Linked DNA regions of Rattus norvegicus: all the other regions are linked to region 2. Evidence: chromatin contacts called from public Hi-C data. All regions are on one chromosome and are shown on one strand. Each heading gives the region's core, a stretch centred on a gene start, on an enhancer-like site or on the middle of the called end of the contact. The rest is flanking DNA. Distances are from core to core; before and after follow the strand shown.

Region 1 (4,272 bases), core at 1,609-4,108, 390 kb before region 2:
CTCACAAGATCTGTTTAACCATAGCATGAAGAATAGATTCCAGAGGAAGAAGGAAGCAAACAGGAAGTCAGTATGACCAGGTAAGAATTGTGATGACACATTCAGAATGGTGGCAGTAAAAACAGGGGCAAAAGGGGGCATGTCTAAGAGCACATAACCAAGAAAGGGCAGAACAGAACCAAACCCAGATTCAAACTTGAACTCCTAGGAACCTTTCTCGGAGACACGACATGACAGAAGAGAGTAGATATCACTTTTATAGCAAGCTCTTGCTATGTAGCCCTGGCTGGCCTGGAGCTCATCTTCCTCCTCTTTGGGTACCATCCTGAAAACCTGGTCCATTTGAGCTACTTCTTGCCCTTATGTGATCGACTACTCAGATATCTACAGATTTCAAGGACCTACTTGAGGGCAGGGGCTTTTCATTCAGGAAAGAGACTTGATTCATGGCAGTGAAGATGGGACATCCAAAGTGTGTCCAACTTCCCTAGCTCCTGGATCAGCTCTGACTGTGGCCAGTTTGGTTCACTCTGGAAAACCTCTCTTGGCAGATTGCCCCTAAGCTGCCCCCACAGAGTCCATACACTGTTTTCTAGAGGAACAATAAGAGCCAGACAATGCTTGTGGCCTCGGAATGGAATCCAGCTGGGCACCTCTGCCTCCCTGTGCTTGGTTCTAATTTCCCCATCCCAATTTCCCCATCCACAGAGTAGGGCCACAACTAATTCTTGCTTCACTATGAGAATCAAATGAGATTGTGCAGAGAACATGGTGCCTAGTAGCTTCTCCAAATGTTTCCTTCCCTGATCTCAGCTGGATGAAGTTCTGAACCAGGTACCTGAAGAGTCTGTAGTAGGCCAGGCCTGAGTAGACTGCACGGGAGGGAAGAATGGGTGAGATATGTCCCTTTCCTGCCCCTTCCCCACCTGCCTTCCTCCCCCCCCATTTTCTCTTTCTGGGGCACCTGGGAGTTGCCTAATTAGAGCTAATTAGCTTCTCCTGTAGTAAAACCCCAAGGATGGAAAGGCTCTGGAGCTCAGGACTCTGACAGTAATCATGTTAAGTAGATATTTATTTATCCCTTTATTAAGCAAGCCAATTAGCATGTAATATCTGAAAAGCTGATTTGTAGGTCCGGGAGTGAAGCACATGCTGTCAAGCCTCGAAGGGCCTACTTGGGACTCTTTTTTTGTGACTTGTCACCTCATAACCTTTCCAAAGGCCAGATCATAAAAGGCAAATTTGGGGGGAGTCACTGGACACGGGTAGAGATTGGAGACCAAGACCCAGAATAGAGGTAGGAGCTTGCCTGTGGTCACACAATGGGATGCAGTTAAGTCCTCAGAAGGTAGAAGGTATGAGGAGCCCGGTAAATGTTATTGCTTTGTGGTGGGGATGCATGGGATGTTGAAAGTGAGCGGTCAGGAGGGACTTCACAAATGGGGACATTGGATGAGCAAGGACATTCTGTCAAAGCACTGGAGCCAGGGTACAGAATTAGGAAAGTGTACAGCATATGAGCATAACCGAAGCATGTCATTTATTTGATCAGTAGCCTGGCAACGGTAGAGCAATAGAATTGTGTAAAGAGCTTTCAAAGAGGCTAAAGCTACATGCTGAAGACTGGGATCCAGCTGGCCAAGGTCAGCATGACTGGCGGCAGGTAGGAGGGAGGATGCTAGCTTCTGTGTGCAGATTATGGGTCTGCAGCTGAGAGGAGGGAGGGCAATTGGAACTCTAAAAAGGCATTACAAGTCAGAGGAAAGCTGCGCATCCACCAGCCACTTAAGCTGGGCTTCTTGCACGCTACCACGAGCCAGGGCAGGCAGCACGCCCTGGAGATGCTCCCAAGTGAATGAGGCAAGCAAACATACTAAAGAAAGGCTTGACAGGGCTGGGATGACTCAATGGTAGAGTACTTGCATAGCATGCACAAGGCCCTACGGTTCCATTCCTCACGCTGCCATGTATATGTATATGACCATCCAATGAAGTAAGAACTGAAACGGAAACGACCAAAGTAAAGAAGCCTAGAGGTGTGGCTAGGGTTGAGCTTTACAATTCTTAGTAGCTGCACTTTTTGGTACATATGTCCCTCCCGTGCCATATGTAGGGAGTTTTGTTTTGACTTTTGAGACCAGGTTATACTATACAGCCCAAGCTAGCCTCAAACTCTTGATCCTCTTGCCCCTACTACTGGAGTGCAGGCATATGCCATCATACCCTGCAGATACATATCTTTTGACTCCTCCTAGAAAATTCATCCACCAGTTTATAGGTAGTAGAAACCAAGACTGTGCATGATAAAGCAGCAGCTGTCACCAGACTCTAAGGTATGAACCTTCCTTCAACTGTAGCTATAGGACTTAGCAGTTGGACCGTGAATAAGTGGTGAGCAGCATGGAGCCTCGCTCAACTCCCCTTCCCATGAAATAAAGATAATGCCTCTATCAGATTCATCCAGTAAATAAGTATAGAGCATCTAGTAACAATCCACAAATGTCAGTTTACTTACTCCCTGCCCATAAAAGACTTTCTCAAGCTCATACAACTTGCCAAGACCCAGATCCAGGCTCTTTGAGTTAAAAATCCACTGTACTGGTGAGGTGTATCTTGTCTCGGTGGGCTAATCTATGCTTTATCACCTCTAAGGGACATTGGGAGAACAGCTCTGCTGACTCAGGCTGACAGCAAGGAGGATGGCGGCTAGACACTGGCATGATTTTGCTGACAATGTTGTGAATCATCAACCGGAAGAGCTGTGGCTCTGGGAACCTGGGATCTCTAAGGGGAGGAATAACCCCAATGAGTGTGATTGGGAGAGGTTACCCTATCCGGAGGAATAAGGAACTATGAGATCACCTAAGCTGCAGACTGGAAAGATCCCAAATAGGTCATCTGGTCCAGGGCCTCTGGGCAGAACAGTTCTAGAACCAGACTTTATTAAAGACTTCCCTACAAGGTCTCCAGGGGAAAACATTCCTCAGCCTCTCTTGGCCATTCAAGAATACATTTTCCCAGCTCCCTTCCAGAACCTTCCTTTTTTGGCTAGTTTCTCCTGCTGCCACCACTGCTTCCTGTGGCAGAGTTACAAAGCTGCTGGACCACTTTGGGCTACTCAGCTCACTAAACATGAAGGAACGATAGCAGCTTCTGTTTGCCAACCCCTAAGGCTCAATTTCAAAGTCACCAGCTAAGACCCTCCACAACGAGTCCCACCCAGCTCCCTGGGCTCAACTGCCCTTCGATACTTCCAGCCTGGCAGGCTTGGCTGCCTGACTCTCAGCCCACTGCAGCCCACCCCTTCAAGACCTTCAAGTCTCTGGAAGCAGACTGATTGGAGGAGCCAGCCCTTATTCTTCCAGAAAGTCTCTCCCCTCCCCCATCCTGTTTTGTGCTTACTTTGCTCTCTGATCCGGACGTCAGAGTAGTACTGGGTTGTGGGCCAAAAGCTGGTTGAATGTTGGCCATTTCATAGGGATCAAGCCAAACAGTTTGTCTGTTTTGGCTCCTCAGCTGTAAGGACAGCACTGTGCTCATCTCACACCCCTTCACACCCCTCCCCCTTCCCTCCCCCCTCCCCGCCACAGTCAGATGCTTGGAACATTGCCTTACAAACCAAAGGAGCCAAAGCATGTGTACTGAATTCTTTGAATAGTCAGGATAATATTTGGGTGAGGCTCCATTCATACATTTTGTGTCAGCTACTCCTCAGAGCCATGGTGTAAGGAAGGTCCTCTTTCTTCAAATGGGGAAAGTGAGGTACAATGAAATTATTTGGTCAGGGCCAGGGAGCCACCATGATCCAGGCTCTCCAATCTTATCAAATATGAATAGATTTGGCCTGAACTGTGCTATCATATTAAGGGCACACAGAATTTGCATAATGTAGAAACATTGCCAGGCTTCCTCAATGGTGCTCCAGCCCTAGACCTCTCATTGCATCTTTCTCAGGTCTTCTGTAAATTGGTGATTGATCAGGTACTGGGGAGCTTGGGAAGCATCATTCACATTATAAGGGCCTCACCACTGGCCACTACCCTTCTTCCTCATCTCTTCCTGGAGTCTCTCCTATACCACACTGCTTTCCAGTGGGGTATTTCTGAACCCAGTATGCTCAGGGTTTACCAAAGCTGCTTCTTGACATAGGTGACATTCTCCTCCATGAAGCAGGGGGACTCATACTGTTTGTCCTCATCCTTCCCCAGAGCACATTCATGTGACTGGCATTATCAGATTGTAAGTGGCACATAAATAAACACTCTTATGGCG
Region 2 (4,118 bases), core at 850-3,349:
GTGGACAGGAGGAAATTCCAGAAACAGGAATCTGGGAACACGGAAGGAACAGGTCAGCGAACACCTCCCCCCTGCCCCCCCCCCCGTTTTACACTAACTGCGTTGTCCACACACTCCCTGGGCTGCCAGAAAATGGGAAGGGCAATTACGACCCTGAGTACCAATGTGGGTCCTAGATGCCATAAGAGAAAAAGGTCCAGAGGTCATAACAGCCTAAGCTACTCCCCACCAACAGCCCAGAAACCACTGAGCCACCGCCCTGAAAGGTGTGTGTTGTTTAGAGATGGGAGGGGGCAGAGTTAGGAAGGAGAAGAAAGAAAAGGATCTCCTTTCTATCACTGCCCCTCAAACCATAGGAGAAAAAGCATGGCTCTCTAGTCCCGGGGGGGGGGGGGCAACGGCTAGGATCTGCCTGGACAGGAATCACACGTTCCGCACCCACCTCCCTCGCTGCCTCCACTACCATTCTCAGACCTGACTGGATCTAGAAGAGGCTCTGGTGCCTAGCTCAATTGGACCCCCGACGGGCACTGGATCGAACCCCCTCCTCAAACAAACCCTCTTCCACTCCGCCCTTCTCCACCCGACGCCTTTGTGAGCCTGGAAGCAGCGCCCGCCTTTCTACCTCCCCGGCAGAGAGAAATGGGGGGGGGGTGTGCAAGAAGAGACGGCAAAGAGAAAGACAGGGAGGCAAACAGACAGGGAAGAAAGACAAATGAAAATAGGAGAAGCTGGAGAAGGGATACAGATGCTGCCACTCGCCCCGGGGCGCTAGGTCCCGAGCCGACCTGACACCTAAGCAAATGAGGAACCTGTGTTCTGGCCTGGTCCCTTGCTCAGGTCGATCTCACCCATGGAGTGGCTGTGAGCGAAATCCACCACGTTCCCAGAGGCCCTGGAGTGGGCTGCTTACTCGCCCCCACCCAGCTCTCGGGTGCGCTCTGGAGCGCCCAGACATTCTATCTGCCTGGTGTGACCAACGGACTCGATCCGGACTTGAGGAGGCTAGGGCTGAACCGAAGGGTCGAAACCCAGCTAAGTGCCCCCACCCCACCCTTCTGCATCTTACCCCAACTGCCCGCAAGAAAACACCAGAAAAGGCCAGATATAAAATAGGCCTCCTACGGACAATCCCCCCCCACAGGCACTTGGGGGTGTCCGACCTCAACCCCAAAGAAGTGCCTCCCACCCCCAGGGACCAGAGTAGATAAGTTACTCACTTAGGGTTAAGAGAGCTCCAGGACACGGGCTCCAGGTTCTTGGCCAACGGCGTGGCAAGCCGGCACAGCGTCAGCACGACCATAGCCACAAGCCACTTGCTGAGCCAACGCTGCCCAGGCCGGGCCATTTTCCCGGGGGCAGGATGCACTTCAGGATCCCCTAGCACCTCCTCAGCAAAGCTCGCCTCGCCTGCCCTTGCCGCGCAGCGCTCGGAGCCACTTAGGCGCCCATCCTCCGCAGCCGCCGGCCTTGAAGCACTCTCCTCCCGCCGGCCTCGGGGTCGCTCTCCTGCGCCCGGCTGGCCAGGAGGATTCACTGGGCAGGCGTCCCCAACCCGCGCATGGACTGCTGCCTCGGAGGACTTTCTCCCCTGGCCTCTCCGCCGCACGAGGCGCGACGGGGGCTCGCCGCCCCCGAGTGATCCCGCCGGATTCCGATCGGCTCTCCCAGACTGTTTGAGACTGCGAGTCCTCTCCCCGACCGGGTCTCTCTGCAGAGCGCTCAGTGGTTGCCCCGACGCCTCGACCGTCCTGGGATTGACGCCTCTGGGAAGAAGAGGCGGGTTGTCTCCCAACAATGCGAGCTCGGTCCCCAGGCTCCGGACTGGGTCCCCCTAGCACGGACTCCGTTCCTCCGGGCCACTGTGGGACTCCGCGCCGGCGCGTCCCACGACAGCTTCTACTTTAGCACCGGCCCTTCTCAGTATACTTAAAAGACTAGTACGGCCCTACTGAGCAAATCAGTCCCATCAATTTGCGCCTCTGAAGCCTCGGCCGGGCAGCCCGGCAGCCGGGTCGCCAAGTCCTTAATCCCCGGCGATTGAGCCGGAGTGTCGGCAGTCAGTGCGAATCTCACACACCCCCCACTGCTGTCCAGCGCGCATCGACTCCCTCCGCTGCCGCTGAGCTTTCTACTCTCCTGCTCAGGCGAGTACAAGGCCAACCCTGCTCCTTCGAACCAATAGAAAGCTCTGTGACGGGGTCCTTGCCCCATACCACGCCCACAGAGCAGGAAGGGGTGGGGCTTCGGGGAGCTCTTAAGGACGCTGCTCTCTCGATGGCACTAATAAGAATGTGCGACTCTTGCGGCTGTGGTTGTGTCGCGCTTAGTCTAGTTCCCAGGGAGTTCTTAAGAAGTTGGTGCTTCCCAAAAGCTGCTGGCCTGCTCTCCTTTATGTCTACTGACCTAGACCAGACAAGCCCTGTCCCAAGTACCTCCAGAAAGCACCGTTCTTGCGTTCTTTTTACACACACAAACACCCCCCATGCGCATACTCGCATACCAGTCCCAGAATCCCACTCTGTGCCCACTTCTGTCAGCCTGCCTACTCCCAGTCCACTATCCACACTCCGTTGGGCGGTCTTTCTGTCCTCGCAATGCACTCCTTCTTTGCTTTAACCACAAGAGTGATAGCTATGGGTGGTGGAGACTCAGAAAAAGTATTGTGTCCAAAGGGGAGGAGGAATTTATTTGCATCTAGTGAACCAAGCTTTCAAAAATTTCATCTTTGAGAGTGAGCCCTTTGGGACCCTCCACCCCGACTCCGAGCACGCAGATTTAGTCAGTCCTGTCTGAAGGCACAGGAAAGGACCTGGGTAGGTAAGTAGGGACAAGAGGTCACAAACTATACAGAAAGCTCCAGGACCGGGGAAAGGAGCAGAAGAGAAGCCTTTTGAAAGAGCAAAAGCAGGCATCTGGGCCCTGAGATCCCGGACTCCAGCCTTTCCAGGCCTCGGCCTCACCATCTGGGTCTTTGTCTCCCAGCACTGGCCCATTCTCTCCGCCCCTCCTTGTCTCTTTGCTTATAATTTGGCTCAATCCCATAGCTCAGACCCTCCCGGTCTGACCTACTCGCCTTCCTCAGGTCCCAGCGGACGTACCCACGTGCTAATGTCTCCCTCTGCTGGCCTTCTATAGACTTGCGGGCTCCTGGGACAAGCGGAGGCCTCCCACCCGGAGCCTGACAAGCAAGTCTGGCACTCAGAGCACAGAGACAAGAGCCACCACTTGGTGTCGGTGTAAGAAAGGTGGAAGAGATCTGGGGGGAAAGATCTGGGTTGAGAACTACAGAAGTTAGAAAGCCTTCCTCTACGAGCCCCTCCTTTTTCTCCTCAGCTGCTCCCTCTTCTCTTTCTCTTCTTAACGAATCGGGATTCTGTAACTTAGGGCCTTAGGCTTACTAGGCAAGGTCTCTACCAAGAACCAAAGTCCAGCTCCTTCTTGTTGCTTCTCTAAGGAGATAATTGAGCCCCATTCTTTAGGGGCTCTGCCATTTATATGAGTTCCATGTCTATTAACTTACTCGAGGGAGACTGAGCTATGGCGTCCTTCACTGCCTCATGTAACGATCTCTGTCGTTGTAATGGGGGCAGCTCTGTGGGGGAAAGTAAGGAGGAAGAAACTGAGCTTCTTGTACCTTCGGAGCTGGAGACCTTGCAACATTCGATGGTTCTGGGTACACAGTCTAGGATCATTGTTTTCCCTGGACTCTGCCCTGGGATGTAAGCAGATCAAGGAGAGATAGAAGGTAGAAAGACATACCAGCAGTCCACCTGAGACCCACACCATCAAAGGGCTTCCAGATGGGAATCTAGAAAGCAGCCAGCTGCTTACAAAATATCTACGCGGCATCAAGGACCACTGTAGATGATTTTCTTTCACCACCCTTTGAAATCAGCTCTGCTATCCCTGTTTTTACTTCAGAGGGAAAGTAAGGCTCAGGCTTGATGTAGCCTGTCCTATCCCCTGGGGTCATTCCTGGTATCTCTGTCCCCAGTCCTATGACCATTCTCTTATACAATCCAGATGGACCCGCTTGCAGCTGCTCCATGAATCCCCACTCTCTTGGCTCATGGAAAATTACAAACTTCGAGGTTCCTGGAAAATCATGGCCTTCA
Region 3 (4,325 bases), core at 892-3,391, 330 kb before region 2:
GCGAAAAAGATACACATATTGCATAATTTGTGCAGTGGAATTCCTTACCATGGAATATTCTAGTCATACCATATTTGACACAATAGCATTTAATAGTTAAAATACATGACTCAGAGCTGCATCTATCAATATTGCCAACTTTCTAAAGATAATATTTCATAAAGTTTTAAGATATGGTGTCTCTAATTTAAAATAAAATGAACAATAATGTACAGTGTGCACAGGAAAATACAAGTTTCCAAATGCTACCTATTTAAGGAAAGACGGTAAGGTGAATTGGATGGAGCCAAAACTTCAGCTGTAATTCTCTTGTTTCATAACCAGGGGCTCTGAAGCTTAAATGAAAGTAAAAGTTGCTCTATGTGACAGAGGGATTCCAATAGAAATTTTATACCGTATATTTTCCTGTTTTTAATGAGTATTTTTAATAAAAAAAAACTTAACCCTTTCGAGTAGAAAAATGCATACATGTTAGCCCCAGCTTAGTAACTGTGTTGTTCTGTCTCCTTGTGTCTTTAGTTATTTAGACCATTTGATGTGTCTATAGCACGAAAGTGTGGGTTAAGGCTTCTACAATAGTTCACTTCCTGATGGCTTTGTGCATTTTGAAATTCCATTGTTTGACACATACATTTTATGATTACTCTACCTCTTTTGTTTTCTAAAATGACTATGGTATTCTCAACACTTTTTTTTTTTACTTACTTGTAGATCCGTCTTGCCAATTTTAATGTGCAACCTTCAGCAACCTAGAAAGTTCAGGGCAAGCCTGAGATACATAATGAGAACTTCTCTGACAATAACTACAACAAACCCTCCCACACCCTACCCCACCCCACCCCCTCTCAAAAAGGAAAAAAAAATAAGTGCTCTTTTTCTTCTTTTTGTAACCCTGGCTGCCCTGGAAGTCCCCCATGTAGACAAGGCTGGCCACAAAAACAAACAAAACAGTACAAAAAACGAAGGAACAAAAACAAACCAGAAATCCTCCTGCCTCTGCCTCTGCAGGGCTGGGATCAAAGACAAGAGCCAGCATGTAGGCTGAGTTGGGTTTTATATAGATCCTGGTCCATAGCACACACTGCCACGTGTGGGTTGGCTCCTGTTGGTTTCTTTCTATACCCTTTGTTCTTGCCCACCCTCTCCTTGTTTCTTGCCCCTTGCTCGATATTTTCCCCTTCGGTTCCCATAGTATTCTTGTAATAGAAATTACCCATACTATTTGTATTGTCACCCTTGAGCACTTTTGTTCTACTACACACTGTATTTCCTGTACGTGCAAATCTTTGCTACTGCTGGAAATGCAGGGACTCTACATTGAATGTTCTAAGTATCAGGGCAATTTAAAGAGTTCAAGGAAAGCTTATCTGTGACCTTGTTTGTTTGTTGGTTTGTTTGATTGATTGATTGGTTGATTGATTGATTGATTGATTGATTGATTTTTCAAAACAGGGTTTTTCTGTGTATCCCTAGCTGTCCTGGAACTTGCTCTTTAGACCAGGCTGGCTTCAAATTCAAGGTTTTTCTGCCTCTGCCCCCCTGGTGCTGGGATTTAAGGCATACGCCACTACGACACAATCTGTGACATTTTGAAAATGTGGTGCAATTCACAATATGTGAACCTGTGCCGCATGTAATGAACGATCATTTCTTGCATAGACAAGCCTGGTTTTGTGAGGAACAGCACCAGATTTTCCTGTAAACACCTTCTGTTTGCCTCAAACACCAGGTTTTGAAAATGTGACGTTTCTACTGCAACCCTGAACACCGCTTCAGATTTTAAATCCCCAGACAAACCATAGCATTTGAACATAGGATATGATATAGTAAGGTAATTAACTCTCACGTTAGAATTAATCAGAATCTTCGGATTTCATTTTATTAGGAAAAAAAACGGAAGGGAAGGTGGCAAATGTTTAACATTTGTTAATGCGGTTACAGTTCTCGATGCCTTTTTTTTTTTTGTTCCCCTGAAAAATCACAGCGTTTCGAACGAAATGACGCTTTTGAGCCCACCCCAATTCACAGAGGGCAGCAGCCGCCCCCGCCACATCAAGGGGGCGGACGCGCGCTGACGTCACAACCACTTCCGCCGCCGCAGTCCCCGCCTGCCCTAGTGCTCTTTAGCGGGGGAGGAGCCGAGACCCGGAGCAGCAGCAGTGGTGGTGGCGTCCAGAGGTCCGACAGCTCTGCAGCTCTGAGCGCGCGACTGGCCAGGAAGGTGAGTGTGAGGCGGCCTGTGGCAGTAGCCCGGGCTGGTGGGAGAGTGCTGCTGGGTGGGCACAAGCAGAATCCCAATGACCCCTTTGCGGGTTCGTCTCGGGAGCGGGGTGGGGCAGAGGGGACTTGACCACACGCCGAGGCCTATGGCCTCTTCGGGGACCGCATCCCTTGCTGCCCAGCCCCTGTTGCGTGGGCCCCAGGCCGAATTGCCTTCATGGCTGTTTGAGAGAGAACTGGTGGTCACGGCCCTCTGCCACTCCTACCTGTCTCTCCTTGCAGTGCTCTTGGCCTCTTTGCAGAGCACTCTATGGCCTTTCTTCCTCGCATTTTACTGCTGTTTTGTCGAATGACACATGGCTAAGATTATTAGGTACAGATATGTGCCCAGAAAAAGAATTATTAGAAGATAAATAATATTCTAAGGGTAAACCACGGTTCCTACGCGTCCTTTTCTTTCTTTTGCCCTGCCACATTGATTTGCGTTTGCCCTTTGAGCTAATAACGTATTCCTGTCTTATTATGACATTGCACCCCCTCCTCTGTATCGAACACGCACGCGTGCGCATACGCATTTTCACGGGCACGCGCGCGCGCACACACACACACACACACACATAGAGCCCTCCTTTGCAGTCTGGTCCCTGTCCCTGCATCCTCAAGGTTCCAGTGAGTTCCACACTGCGCATGCGCCAAACGGGCACGCACACACCCTCTCACACACCTTCTAGTTCCTTCTCTCCCCCCACCCAACTCTTACCTCTAGAATCTTCTCTCTCCTCCTACTCTGACCCGCATACCTCTACCCCTCCTCCTGCTCTGACACGCATACCTCTAGAATCTTCCCCATCCTCCTCTGACCCCTCCTTTGAATGCCTCCTCCCTCTCTCCCCCTCCCTCTCTCCTCTTCTCTCTCCCCTCCCTCTCTCTCCCCCTTCCTCCCCCCTCGCTCTCCTCTCCCATCTCCCTCCCTCCCTCCCTCTCTCCCTCTTCCGTCTCCCTCCTCTCTCTCCTCTCTGTTCTCTCTCCCTTCTCCCCCTCCCTATCCCTCTTTCTCCTGTTCTCCCCCTCCTGGAAAAGGCCTCCCTTGTCCGTGTCTGCTAGCTACGTACACACATATAAAGACATCTTCATCTTTTTATTGCGTACCATGTATATGTGTACACACAAGAAGCTGGCTTACACACTCTTCTCAAATGTCCTTTTCTCCCTTTCTCTGTACCATACTGCACCTTCACACAGAAATCCTCTGGGGACACTACCCCTTTCCTGCTTGCTGGCCTCTGTGTTCCAGCCGTCACATACATCCTCTCTGCTTTCTGCTGTCCTTGTTGGCTCCCTCCTGGATTGGCTCTTCGACACTCTCCTTACTGATCCCCTCGCACTTCCTTGACCGTGATAACGCAGCACATAAATGCAGGCTTCCCTCTACAGTTCCAGCTGCCATACTTAATGGGAACAGTGACCCTTCTCTTTCTCTCTTACAGCCTTCCTTTCTGAAGCCACCCCGCCCATTTCCGTGTCTTTCACACCCACATGCACCCACCCCTACAGAAATCCCTGCATTGCAGGATTGCTAGTCCCCCATTCACTTGTCTCTCCTGACAGACCCTGGCACTCATGCATGCACAGTGAACTATATTTTCAGTTCCATCCTAAATTGTATTATTCCCTAATATATGAAATTCTCAGAAAATGACACCCCCTCACCAAAAACCCTCACAGCTGTCTTTACTCTTCCCATAATTGCAGAGCACACCTACCTTCAAAGTATTCAGTCACCTTGTGTCACACCACACCCCCACCCCTCCCTCCACATACACTTTGTCTTAGTCTCCACTTTCTGGCTTTCTTGTAAACCCAGTCTTGTAATCATTTTGCAAACATTAAATATGTGTTCCAGGTCCACAGCAGTCACTGGAATGCTACCTCAGGCCTTAGAAGACTGATTTTTAAAGGGCCCCTATCAGTCTATTACCTGCCTCCTGAAGGAAAAAAATAGATGTTCTTGTTTCTGTAGTTCTGAACTGGGAGCAAGAACCTTTACACCTGCCTCCCAGCTCTGTTGGAAACTCCTGAGTCAGAGCCATGGGTCAGGGATCTAG

Evidence for each region. A called contact is a pair of places that touch in the nucleus more often than the background predicts.
Region 1: a Hi-C map of the A7r5 cell line shows a contact between it and region 2, with 4 times the contacts expected there. The contact joins the enhancer-like site here to the promoter of Efnb1 in region 2. A contact is called at or near these places in 11 of 12 Hi-C or Micro-C datasets (the A7r5 cell line, the Rat2 cell line, Schwann cells and 7 more) and 1 of 1 datasets of contacts at active chromatin or transcription factors (oligodendrocytes).
Region 3: a Hi-C map of Schwann cells shows a contact between it and region 2, with 7 times the contacts expected there. The contact joins the promoter of Pja1 here to the promoter of Efnb1 in region 2. A contact is called at or near these places in 3 of 12 Hi-C or Micro-C datasets (Schwann cells, frontal cortex and mammary epithelial cells).

The regions. Positions count from the first base shown.
Region 1 is chrX:68,685,482-68,689,753 of GRCr8, reverse strand. No RefSeq gene overlaps it. Among named protein-coding and RNA genes, the nearest start is that of Pja1, 62 kb to the right of the region's middle. Within about 2 kb of position 2,858, at least 10 of the 93 cell types and tissues checked have an H3K27ac peak or open chromatin away from gene starts, as enhancers often do. A contact at or near this core is called in the A7r5 cell line and hepatocytes, where this site is marked.
Region 2 is chrX:68,295,510-68,299,627 of GRCr8, reverse strand. Efnb1 (ephrin B1) reads right to left here and starts at 2,099. Exons shown (of 5, transcript NM_017089.3): 1 at 1,221-2,099. The coding sequence starts at 1,348. It overlaps Mir3573 (microRNA 3573), which reads right to left and starts at 354; the gene lies at 283-354.
Region 3 is chrX:68,623,766-68,628,090 of GRCr8, reverse strand. Pja1 (praja ring finger ubiquitin ligase 1) reads left to right here and starts at 2,141. Exons shown (of 2, transcript NM_001398724.1): 1 at 2,141-2,221; 2 at 4,124-4,325. The coding sequence starts at 4,309.